2 separate regions of the Ovis aries genome follow, and region 2 is linked to region 1. A link is a contact called in public Hi-C data. All regions are on one chromosome and are shown on one strand. The core of a region is the stretch at or near the end of the contact, and the rest is flanking DNA. Distances in the headings are between cores, read along the strand shown. Region 1 holds the start of PLS3 (plastin 3). Region 2 has its middle 94 kb from the start of LRCH2.

The links. Hi-C and Micro-C count contacts between places; a contact is called where the count stands out from the background.
Region 2: a Hi-C map of tail adipose tissue shows a contact between it and region 1, with 3 times the contacts expected there. The contact joins the enhancer-like site here to the promoter of PLS3 in region 1. A contact is called at or near these places in 3 of 16 Hi-C or Micro-C datasets (omental adipose tissue, skin fibroblasts and tail adipose tissue).

What each region holds. Positions count from the first base shown.
Region 1 is chrX:119,186,529-119,192,472 of ARS-UI_Ramb_v3.0, reverse strand. PLS3 (plastin 3) reads left to right here and starts at 3,904. Exons shown (of 17, transcript XM_042242471.2): 1 at 3,904-3,984.
Region 2 is chrX:119,450,657-119,456,392 of ARS-UI_Ramb_v3.0, reverse strand. No RefSeq gene overlaps it. Among named protein-coding and RNA genes, the nearest start is that of LRCH2, 94 kb to the left of the region's middle. Within about 2 kb of position 1,817, at least 13 of the 54 cell types and tissues checked have an H3K27ac peak or open chromatin away from gene starts, as enhancers often do. A contact at or near this core is called in tail adipose tissue, where this site is marked.

The sequences.
Region 1 (5,944 bases), core at 2,655-5,154:
CAACAAGTGTTGGAGAGGGTGTGGAAAAAAGGGCACTCCGTGCATTGTTGGTGGGAATGTAAATTGGTACAGCCACTATGGAAAATAATATAGAGGTGCCTCAAAACACTAAAAATAGACTATCATCCAATCCAGCAATTCTACTTCTGGGTATTTATCCAAAGAAAACAAAAACACTAATTTGAAAGATACATGCATTTGTATGTTTATTGCAGCATTATTTCCAATAGCCACGATATGGGAAGGAACCCAGTGAAAGCCAAAGTCGGTCAGTCATGTCTGACTCTTTATGACCCCATGGACTGTAGCCTGCCAGGCTCCTCTGTCCATGGAACTCTCCAGGCCAGAGTACTGGTGAGGGAAACCGTTCCCTTCTCCAGGGGAATCTTCTCAAACCAGTGATCAAACCCATGTCTCCTACATCTCCTGCACTGCAAGCAGATTCTTTATCGCTGAGCCACCAGGGAAGCCCACAATGGAATATTACTCATCCATGAAAAAGAATGAAATCTTACCATTTGTGGCAACATGGATCAACCTGGAGGGTATTATGCTAAGAGAAATAAGACAGATAGAGAAAAACAAATACCATATAATTTCACTTATATGTGAAATCTAAAATAACAGAACAAATAAACAAAACAGAAATAGGCTTAGAAATACAGAGAACTAGTGGTTGCTAGAATGGAGGGGCATGGGGGAATGAGTGAAACAGGTGAAGAGGAATAAGAAGTACAAGCTTCCAGCTATAAAATAAATTTCATGGGGATATTATGTACATGTATAGAATATAGTCACTATTATAACAACTTTTGATGGTAACTGGACTTGTGATCATCTCGTAATGTATAAAAGCATCAAGTCAACATGTTGTACCCCTGAAACTACTATAACTTGTTTGTTAATTATAAATCAATTTTAAAATATGAATTAGAGTCAAAAACCTGCCTTTGAGCTTCTGAAAGAGACCCGGAAGATCATCTGTGCAAGATTCTTTTATATAAATAGAAAAAACTACCAACTTTGGGTTACTTTGTGAATGATTCTCTATGTCTTAAACTGACGGTTTGAAAGATCAGAATGAAATGCAGTTTTATTAGAGCTCTGAGTCCAAGGCCCCTTTCCTAGAGCAAAACACTAACCTCTGAAAAGGACTTTTAGATTTTGGGTAACACAAAAGTAGCTTAGTTACAGCAAAATGGCCATTTTAGGAATTTTCATTAAAATGGAGTTCTACTTGGATTTTATTGTTGAGCTTGTTAAACAGGAATCTCAACCACCATCCAAATAGGGCATGTTTTATCTGTTGGAAACTACTGAGGCAGTAAGATGCAGTGCTACTGTCTGGGCACCCCATGGCTTTGAAATTATGGCCACTGGACTTCTATTAAAGTGACATTTCTTGACTACAATCTCTTGTTGAATTCTGACATCCTTAGTATTAGTAAGTAAATTAAAGCTTATGTAAAGCTCCTATGGAAGGAAATGGCAACCCACTCCAGTACTCTTGCCTGGAAAATCCCATGGATGGAGGAGCCCAGTAGGCTACAGTCCATGGGGTCGCAAAGAGTCGGACACGACTGAGTGACTTCACTTCACTTAAAGCTCCTATGTAAGTTTTTTTTTTTTTTAACAAAACAAAACAAAACAGGAAAGCCTAAATAGCATATCCTTAGGATTCTTAATATTTTGACTTATTCTAAACTCTAACACTTGAAAAATATACTAAAATAGAATACTAAGGTAAGTAATTGAGACAACTATACCTATTCTTGAAAATTTAGCTTGAGTCCCTTCATAAGATATTCTAAGTCTGTAAATTTAAGTTTTAAAGCTGCTGCTGCTGCTGCTAAGTAGCTTTAGTCGTGTCCGACTCTGTGTGACCCCATAGATGGCAGCCCACCAGGCTCCCCCATCCCTGGGATTCTCCAGGCAAGAACACTGAAGTGGGTTGCCATTTCCTTCTCCAATGCATGAAAGTGAAAAGTGAAAGTGAAGTCGCTCAGTCGTGTCCAACTCTTAGCCACCCCATGGACTGCAGCCTACCAGGCTTCTCCATCCATGGGATTTTCCAGGCAAGAGTACTGGAGTGGGGTGCCAGTGCCTTCTCCCAAGTTTTAAAGCAGGTGGACTGTAAAGCTAGGGAACTCTACTCAGTGCCCTGTGGTGACCTAAATGGGAAGGAAACCCAAAAAAGAGGGGATATACATATACGTATAGCTGATTCACTTTGCTATACAGTAGAAACTAACACAACATTGTAAAGCAACCAAGCTCTAAAAAAAAATTAATCGAGACTGGAAGCTCTTCAGGAGTGATTTACAGACAACATAAAATGTAGAAAACTAAAGTACTGTATCAGTGTATCTAGAAATTTTGTGTAAAGAATTCCAGAAACCATACCAAACCTTGGGCTGATTACTGAAAATCAGAAATCTCATTTTGGAGCCTCTTGTAAATGTGTGTGGCGATATAGTGTACAGTTCATGCAACGTGAACATGTTAAAATCGGTACTTTTATGCTGACCCTAGCCTGACCCAGTGCAAAATCTCTCACACCAGAAATTTAATGTTTCTGAAAGCCTGATGATTGCCCTCTCATTTATTTTTCACCTTTCTGTGCCTTTCATATGTGCTTCCAGCTGGTTAATCATTAATTAATATTTAACAAGGCTTTTTCACAATGCTAATTCTTTCTCTGCTAGTAGAGCCTTTAGGCAGTATGTGAACTCTCCTTCTCTGCCCATTTAAGAAGCCAGGACACTCACTATAGATTAATTTCTCTCAAGAAATCCAGAACAGTAGATAAAGGGAGGTTTCCTTGACAAGACCATTCAATGTTTCAGGCCACTCTGAATTTAGTAGATTTTCCTAGTGCATATAAAATGAGATTGAGTTGAACCAACTTAAAATTCTTCAAAAAATTTTCCAAGCACACATTGCCTGAACAAAATGGTTGCGACTGAAACGGGAAAGGGTTTAGCCTTTCCGCTTCTTGTGCCACAAGCCAGTCTCTTGATTCCAAAGATTGGAATGCAGATAAGCAGGGGAAACCTCAGCGCATGTTAATGAAAGAGGTCAGCTATGACACAGAGGCCGAGAAGAAGGAAAGGTACTCTAGGAAGCAGGAGTATGTCTCCAAGTTTTCTCTGGTGAAAGGAGATTGATGAGAATTGACATCCGTTTACAGTCAACCAACGGGAACCACGTAACTTTCACGTCCCTCCCCACCTCCACCTCTCACTCCTTTCCGTATGGACAAACAGACCACACAGGTGACTTTGGCCAACAATTTACTTGGCATGAAACCCAAAACATGAGAGCCTCGTCCTGTCCATATATCTGTTCCAGATAACTAGTTAGAAAGGGAAGATTGCTGAGGTTTTCCCTCAGCGTTGCTCCGCACCTGAGCTGATTGGAGCCGAAGAGACTACTGATGCGTACTACTAACGTCCCCTCCCACGTCCAGATTCTTTTTATGATTCTAGGTTGAAACTGTACTCTCCAGACTTAAATAGGGTCTTGGTAACATTCAAACTCTCGCTCCCACATTCTCATCTTTTCATTTATTCTACACGGTTTTTGAGAAAGTGGTACCCCAGCCAGGTTCTGAGGACTTCTTCTAGTCTCTTCGGAGCTAGGGAAGGGGAGAAAGGGAGCAGAGGACCAATCTCCGCTCCCAGCCGCAGTTACAGTTCCCATCCCTCCAGGGCGCCCATCCCTGTGCCTTTTGTCCCAAAACCCCACCCAGATGATGTGACAGGCTCGTGGCCCAATCCCTTTCCTGGTTCCCAGGCCGACTGCTAGCACCACCCGAGCCAATGGCGGCGGCCGAGGGGCGGAGGGCCTGGCAGAAGGGGCGGGAGCGCTGGCTTTAGAACCACAGCCGCAAAGATTCCGAGCGGCAGAAGTTGTCTGAGTGCGTCGGGAGGAGGCAGTTGGGCCAGATCCGGTACTCTGCGACTTTCTGTAAGTGCTCTGCAGGTACAGGAGGGCACGAGGGGAGCAGGGTCCCTGAGCGTGGGCAGGAGTGGGTCCAGAGGAGAGCATCTCCAGGAACCTCGGCGGGAACATGCCTGGCACGGGGGGCGGGGGCCTGAGAGGGAGGCTGGAGAGATTTCTGTCCCAGCCTTGGGCGCCAAAGCGACCGTTCGCAGCAGGGATGGGTGGGAGTGACCGAGTGTTCCCCATGACCGCTACCCGCTTCAGACACGTTTTCTGACGTTCACTGGGGGAGATGGTGTTTGCTCAGTCGTTGCTCTTAACTTGTTGCCAACCTTGGGCTGGAGTCCTTGACGCCAACCCTTGCCCTTCTCCCCTTTACCGGCGGCGGCCCCGAAGTAGAAACCCAGCGTCTAAACTTCCCTCGACCGTCCTTCTCCAGCTACTGCCACCCTCCTCCCCCCGCCTCCGCCGGCTCTGGACTCAGGAAATCCCGGAGCCCGCCGCCTGCTACGCCTCCAGCCCCGGCTCGCCCACCTCCGGTGACCTCTCAGGCTCACCTCGGCCCCCGGCTCCTCGGGGTGCGGTGGCCCAGGGAGAGAACGAGGCTCTGGTTGCCTGCCTTCCGCTTGCTTCCCTGGCCAGTAGCGATCGCTTAGCGATCGCACCGCGTCTCCCTATGAGTAAGCACTTTTTTCCTTTCAGTAGCAGGACATCCCCATGCCGTTAGGACAGTACCTTTCCGTTCTTCACGCTCCCGATTGCTTGCCGCCCGGTCTGCTCCTTTCTCAGCTCCTCTGGCTCCGCACCCTCGAGCGCACACGGTCCCGGCGGCTCGGGAGACAGTCGAAAGGGACGGTGGGAGAGGGGCAACATCCCCCTTCTCCCACACAGCTGCACTTGCCAGTGTTTACTTTTCCGCACCCGCAGTACTTAGCGCCCTAATGAGAGGCGGGGGGGGGGGGGGGCGGGGAACGCCGACCACCCGCGCCCTGGCTTCTCGCCAGTCCCAAAGTTGCCGCCGCCGCCGTCGCCGCTGCTGCTCCTGGCTTTAATGTGCTGGCGGCTCCGACCGCCAGGCTTCTGGGCAGAAGATCCCAGCCTGGGAGGTGGAGTGGACTTAAGGCTTTATGACACTTCCCGTACGAGACGCTTCTTGCTCCACACCCGATCTGCACGACATCCCGGTTGGTGCTCAAGGTTGAGTTTAGAATTAATTCGCGGTTTAGGATCAGATAGACAGGATGCTGGGGATGCCCGACTTGTTACCAGGGATGAGGGTGGGGACTGGGAAGAGAGCCTGGCAGGCCGCACAGTAGGTACTTAGGTGAAGTGAAAAACTACTGAGAAATAAGCAGATAGTCTGCTTTATTAGATGTCACAGTGTATTTGGGCACCTAAACTTGATCCTGAGGATGCAATTTAGAGCGAATTCCAACATACTGGCGGAAGCCCCACACATGCCAATTGGCATCACGTGCCCCAAGTCTCTGATGCCCCTGGGGTCATGGTCACATGACTTCTTTTGACTTTAAAACTGGAATGTAATGGCTGAAGTCCATTTTCCCAAAAATACTCGACCAAAAAGGGGAGAGGGTGTGAACTAGCCTCTACTCAAGGGAATTCTACTTGGATGTGGATGAGAACAGAAAGGGAATTTGGTGCTCAGATTTTATCCAGAATAAAAACAGAAGCTGTTTTTAAAATAAGGGCTTGAAATATGTTTTGCTGGGATATATGTCTCCCCTGTGGCTCTTCAATCTAGTTATGGCTTTTCTAAATTTTAAAAATATCTTACTAATTATTTCCTGGGAAAATTGTCCTTTTATTCATGCCCTGTTTCATTCTGAAGTGATTGATTTGAAGCCATATCCCATAAGATAGTGTTTTAAAAAATTAGGCTTTGTCCATGTACCTAGGTCTGGCCTATATTCCAGTTGAACTGTTCTCTATATTAGGCATCTGCTTGAAAGTGGTGGATAATCTTTTGGCTAAAATTAAC
Region 2 (5,736 bases), core at 568-3,067, 270 kb before region 1:
AAGAATATGGAACCTTCTGCATGTTCACACAGCAAGTGCAAAGGAAAAGGAAGCATCGTGTTTTTTCTTCTAAGGCATCATGTTTCACAGCTGAGTAACATGTTGTAGTATGAGAGAAGTACAGAATCACTGCAACTGTTTAGACTGGCTTCTTTTCTCAGCACGGTCACACTATCTTCCCTGGAAAGAAAAGCCTACATTCCATAGCAGGCCATAGGTGAGGTTTTGAGGGCCAGGGATTTGTTTCTCTCCCTTGCCATCCTTGTCACTCAGGTTTTCACCATTCAAGAGGAATAAAGGATAGATTGAGAGATCCTGAGCGGGCCAAAAGTCTGACAAATAACCAGATATTTTCATAAAATGAAGGAGTTTGGTAATTGCCAATTTAGCCTGGTTCTGCTTCCAGCTGGTTCCCTTTTCAGCTGACTGGCCCAAGTAACTATTGAGATCATTAAAGCATCTAAGAGCTGAGGAGAGAGGAGTTTGATTTTCCATTTCCTGCTCACTTGGATAACTGTTTCCTCCTAAGCAAGGAGCTAATTAAGACATCATCACTGTTTTTTTTTTAAAAATGGAGGAAATAGATTTTCAATCTGTTTCTTAAATATAAGGACCTTTTAGCATACAGTGAATCTTTAAAATATCTAGAATTTAAATAGAGCCAAGACTAAGGGAAAAAAAGGATGTGGGGTTTCTAGAGTCACAGAGTCTTTGGCATATTATATGATTATTTATTAGTTATTGAGCACTTTCTATGGGCAAGCCACTGAATTAACCATTCTACATCATTTATTAATCATCACAACAACTCTATGAAGTAGCTACAATTATCCCCATTTTTCAGATGGGGAAACTGAAGCTTACAGAGGTTACCCAAGCCCAAAGGTAGTAAGTGGTCTAACTAGGTGTCTTACTTTAAAAAGTTGTCTTCTTAATCACTGCACTACACAGTACATGAGGGATGTTGACTTGAATACCTTCAGGGCATTAAAAATATTAATAGTTAACACCATTATTGAGGGCTTATCATATGCTAGGCCCTATTCTACACTCTCTATATGTATCAACTCATATTTATCCTCTAACTCTCACAACCCCCAAACGAAGGCACTATTATTTTACAGATAAGAAAAGTGAGGCACGAAGAACTAAATTTCTTACATTCAAAAAACTGATAAGTGATGTAGCCTGGGCTACACATTTTGCCAAAGATCATCCTCTTAATCACCATGCTGTATTGGAAGTAATATGTTCATTTCTGAATGAGGCAGCCCAGTCCACTTTGAGGATCAGCTTTCTTTGTTAGAAAGTTGCACCTGTAGCTCTAGGGAGCTTCTCAGAAGCAAACAGTAGAGTTCAGGAGTCCAACCTTTGGCCGAGGCTCTTGCTCAATTCCTTCCCCAAATGCATGTCCCCATTACCCTTTAACCTGCATCTTTGAGCAACTGATATATGGAGAGTTCAGTACTGCCACATCTCAGCTGTGCCTTTAATGTCTGATGAGTCTGCTAGCACACTATGTTTTCCATTTGATCTAAAAAAGATCTAATGAGAGATCATTTCCCCATAATAGAGTGTCTGCTTTCAACATCACTAGGAAAGCACTTTGCTACAAACAATCCCTATTTTGGTATAATTGCCTTTGAAAAGGGGGGCAGAAAAGGCAGCAGAAACTCCTCAGAGTTTGGTTCTGATTTCCTGAGGTGTTCCATTTCAGAAGAGGCCCCTGACAACAGTCAGAGAATAAAAACAAGTGTGGTCTGGGGCAGACAGTGTTTTTCAAACAGTTGGCTAAATCTCTCCTGGCAGCCGGGAAGCAGCTGAATCATCAAACGCTAGGCCTCTAACGAGAGGGAGGCTGGGCTGTATTGAAGTGCATTCCAGACTGCCTGTGAAACCCAGAGCTGCTGCTGCTTCACCAGTGCTGGCACTCTTCCAAGGGGCTGGTGTGGCTGAACTCATCAAAGCCTGATTTCATCTCTTCTCTCTTTCCTCCTTTTTGTGATTTCCTACATAGTGTTCCCCTGCCTTTGGATGAAATATTTGAATGACTTTTGGGGTCACCCCAGGTACAGCCTCCACTCTGCAAGCTAGTTAATGAAATCCATTTCCTGGTCAGAAAGTCAAAACAGCAGAGAAGAAAGTCACTGAGATGGAGCACTCAGGGAATGGATGAGATTGGGCAGACATTCTTTTCCAAAAGGCAGGAATGACTTAGGCATTCAGAAATTGAAAGCCAGATGTTTGGACAAAACCTTAGATCCAATTTGAATCTTAGAAGTGTTGAAATCATTTATGAAATCCTTGGACTAAAACTTCAGAAGTGGAGGGTAAGGAAGGGGGCCTAAGTAGGGTAATTCATCTTGAAAATAAATAGATCACCCATTCACATCAGAAACAAAACAAATGTTTGGATTCCCTACACAGGAAGAATGAACAATATTTGCTGTGTCTTTTAAGATGACAGATATGTGCCATTCTGAGCCTAATTATGAATGAGTACAAAGATATCTTCTTTGTTTCTCCATCTCTGCAAATATGCAGATAATTTAATTTAATTACATTTGCCCCTAATAACTAAGGGGGGAGATCTAGTGACTTATTGATAGTGCCAAGTTGGGTACTGATCAGAACCTGGAGCTGACCTCAACCTGCTGAGATAGGTTTTTTAACCTAAAGGAGTGCTTTGGAAGGGAGGAGACTTCTTTGCTGTTAGCAATAAACTGAGAACACGTGAGTAGGGGGGAGATGGTGAGTTGGAAAGAATCTTGAAATTCCACAATACTATAATCCATTGTCTGGACTCTGATGGGTAAAAGAAACTGACTTCTCCTCCCCTCAGTTCTTGCCAAGAGCATTCCTTCTCCAGTGTGTTCTCCCTGACCCCACCCCTAATAATAATAATGTGTGTTATTTTTCTGAAACTCCAAAGAACTCTCACACACATTTATATTTGATCTATACAACTTGGAGAGGATGGAAAGGAGAGATATCCTTTTATACAGATGAGAGCACTGAGCCCCAAAGAAATTAATTGGTGTGCTCAAAGTCACACAAGGATATTAGATGTAGAGCCAGGTCCACTAGGTCCTCAGGGCCTGAGGCTATTACTCCTTTTACACACCAAACTATGCTGGTTTGGAGTATTGGTTCTCAAATTTTCAGGTCTATCAGAATCACCTGGGAAGCATTTCACAAATGCAGATTTATAGACTTTACTGTCAGAAGTAAAGTACATCTGGATAGGTGTTCAGAATCTGCATTTTTAACAAGGTTGCAAATGTTTCTAATATAAGTGGTCTTTGGGCCATACCTCAAATGACAATGAATCCATAAGCCCTGAGCTGTTCAGAGATTTGGCTTCCCTGGTGGCTCAGATGGTAAAGAATCCACCTGCAATGGAGACGACCCAGGTTCCATCCCTAGGTCAGGAAGACCTCCTGGAGGAGAGTATGGCAACACACTCCAGTATCCTTGCCTTGAGAATCCCATGGACAGAGGAGCTTTGCATGCTATGGTCCATGAGGTCACAAAGAGTTGGACACAACTGAGCGACTAACACTTCACTTCAAATGACAGTGAATCCTTAAGCCCTGAGTTGTTCAGATATTTCATTTAACTCTATAGATAAACTTTTTTAGAAAATTAATTATCATTTTTGGCTGTGGTGGGTCTTCACTGCTGCATGAGCTTTTCTCTAGTGGTGATTGGGGGCTGCCCTCTAGTCGCAATACACTGGCTTCTTTTGTTGCAGAGCACGAGCTCTTCAGTAGTTGCGATTCCTAGGCTTAATAGCTGTGGTGCATGGGCTTAGTGGTTTCGCGGCATATGGGATCTTCTTGGATCAGGGATCAAACCCTTGTCTCCTGCACTGGCAGGCAGATTCTTTACCACTGGGTCACCAGGGAAGTCCTCTATAGATTATCTTTTAATTAAAAGTTCACATAGGAATAGAAGAAAACTAAGAGGGCCATTGTTAAAGGATCATGAAATGAGGGGGTCGAAGAGAGTAGAGGCTGTCTTTGGCAAAGGACAATTGATCCTCCAACTGTCTCCCTCCAAGTCCCTTTTCCACATGAAGGTTGAGTCAAACATCAAAGGAATCCCTGAAGATAAGGATATCTTGGAAACTGATCCCTGAGACATGTGGCCAATGGCTAAAGAAAGGGACTTTGCAAACATGGCATAGGGGCGACTCTAGGTAAATAGAACAGATGTACATGAGCTCCAGGTGTTTGTTATTAATAGCACAACTGGTAGGTTCTTTACTCTGAAATCAAATTGCCTGGATTTGAACCCTCCCTCTTCCAATTATTAGTTGTGTAACCTTCGGAGAAGGCAATAGCACCCCACTCCAGTACTCTTGCCTGGAAAATCCCATGGGCGGAGGAGCCTGGTAGGCTGCCGTGCATGGGGTCGCTAAGTCAGACACGACTGAGTGACTTCACTTTCACTTTTCACTTTCATGCATTGGAGAAGGAAATGGCAACCCACTCCAGTGTTCTTGCCTGGAGAATCCCAGGGATGGCGGAGCCTGGTGGGCTGCCGTCTATGGGGTCGCACAGAGTTGGACTCAACTGAAGCAACTTAGTAGCAGCAGCAGCAGCAGCAACCTTAGGAAAGGGGGATTCCCAGGTAGCTCAGGTGTAAAGAATTCGCCTGCCAATGCGGGAGACACGGGTTGAATCCCTGAGTTGGGAAGACCATCTGGAGGAGGGAATGGAAACCCACTCTCGTATTCTTGCCTGGAGAATCCCATGGACAGAGGAGGCTGCTGGGCTATGGTCCATGTAGTCGCAAGGAGTTGGACACTACTGAGCACACACACAGACAACCTTGAGAAAGTCACATAACCTTTCCATGGCTTAGTTTCCTCATTGATAAAATGGAGATAAAGTTACCATATATTTCATGGTGTTGCTGTAAAGATTAAATGAAAGAACACATGTACACCACTTAGAACAGTGCTGCCATCTAATTACAATTTTCCTGAGTCATCATTGAACTGCAATTAATAAAGATTGGCTTGTGTCTAGAATCAGTTATTCCAGTGATTTGCATGCTTGCCTATGCCTATGAAGAGCCATAGATGGCACTATTGTGGCAGTCTGCTAAGTCCCTTTTCCAGACTAAAAGATGAATCCTGATGAGATATGGGTCTTCAAGTGGCAGCACCACAGAGCAAAGAGACATTTGATCACTAAAGACAATACTTTCTCTCTCAAAAATTATTCAGTGGAATTTAATATAAATCTGGTCAGTGGCAGTAATAGCAAAGCACACGTTCAAAACACTGTGATGCAATGCAATTATTCCTCTTGTAACTTATTCATCATGATTATGAAGATGATGGAAGGGCACTGAGGCTCCTCCAAGAGGATAAGGATGGTCTTTGGGGACATAGCCTCAGTCAGCTGCCCAGCATGGCATGGTGCCTGGTTATAGGTGTATGGGCTATTCCTATATGAGCTTTTAATTAAAAATCCAGAGACTGGCTTTCCAGAATTTGCTTATGGGTAGTATTTTGGGATTTTGGCAGTTGGTAGCCTTATGGGAAGAGCTTTCCTGATGCCTCAACAGTAAAGCATCTGCCTGGCAGTGCAGGAGATGCAGGGCAGGTTCAATCCTTGGGTGGGGAAGATTCCTTGGGGGAGGAAATGGCAAACTGCTCAAGTACTCTTGCCTGGAAAATCCTGTGACATAGGAGGCTGGTGGGCTATGGTTCATGGGGACACG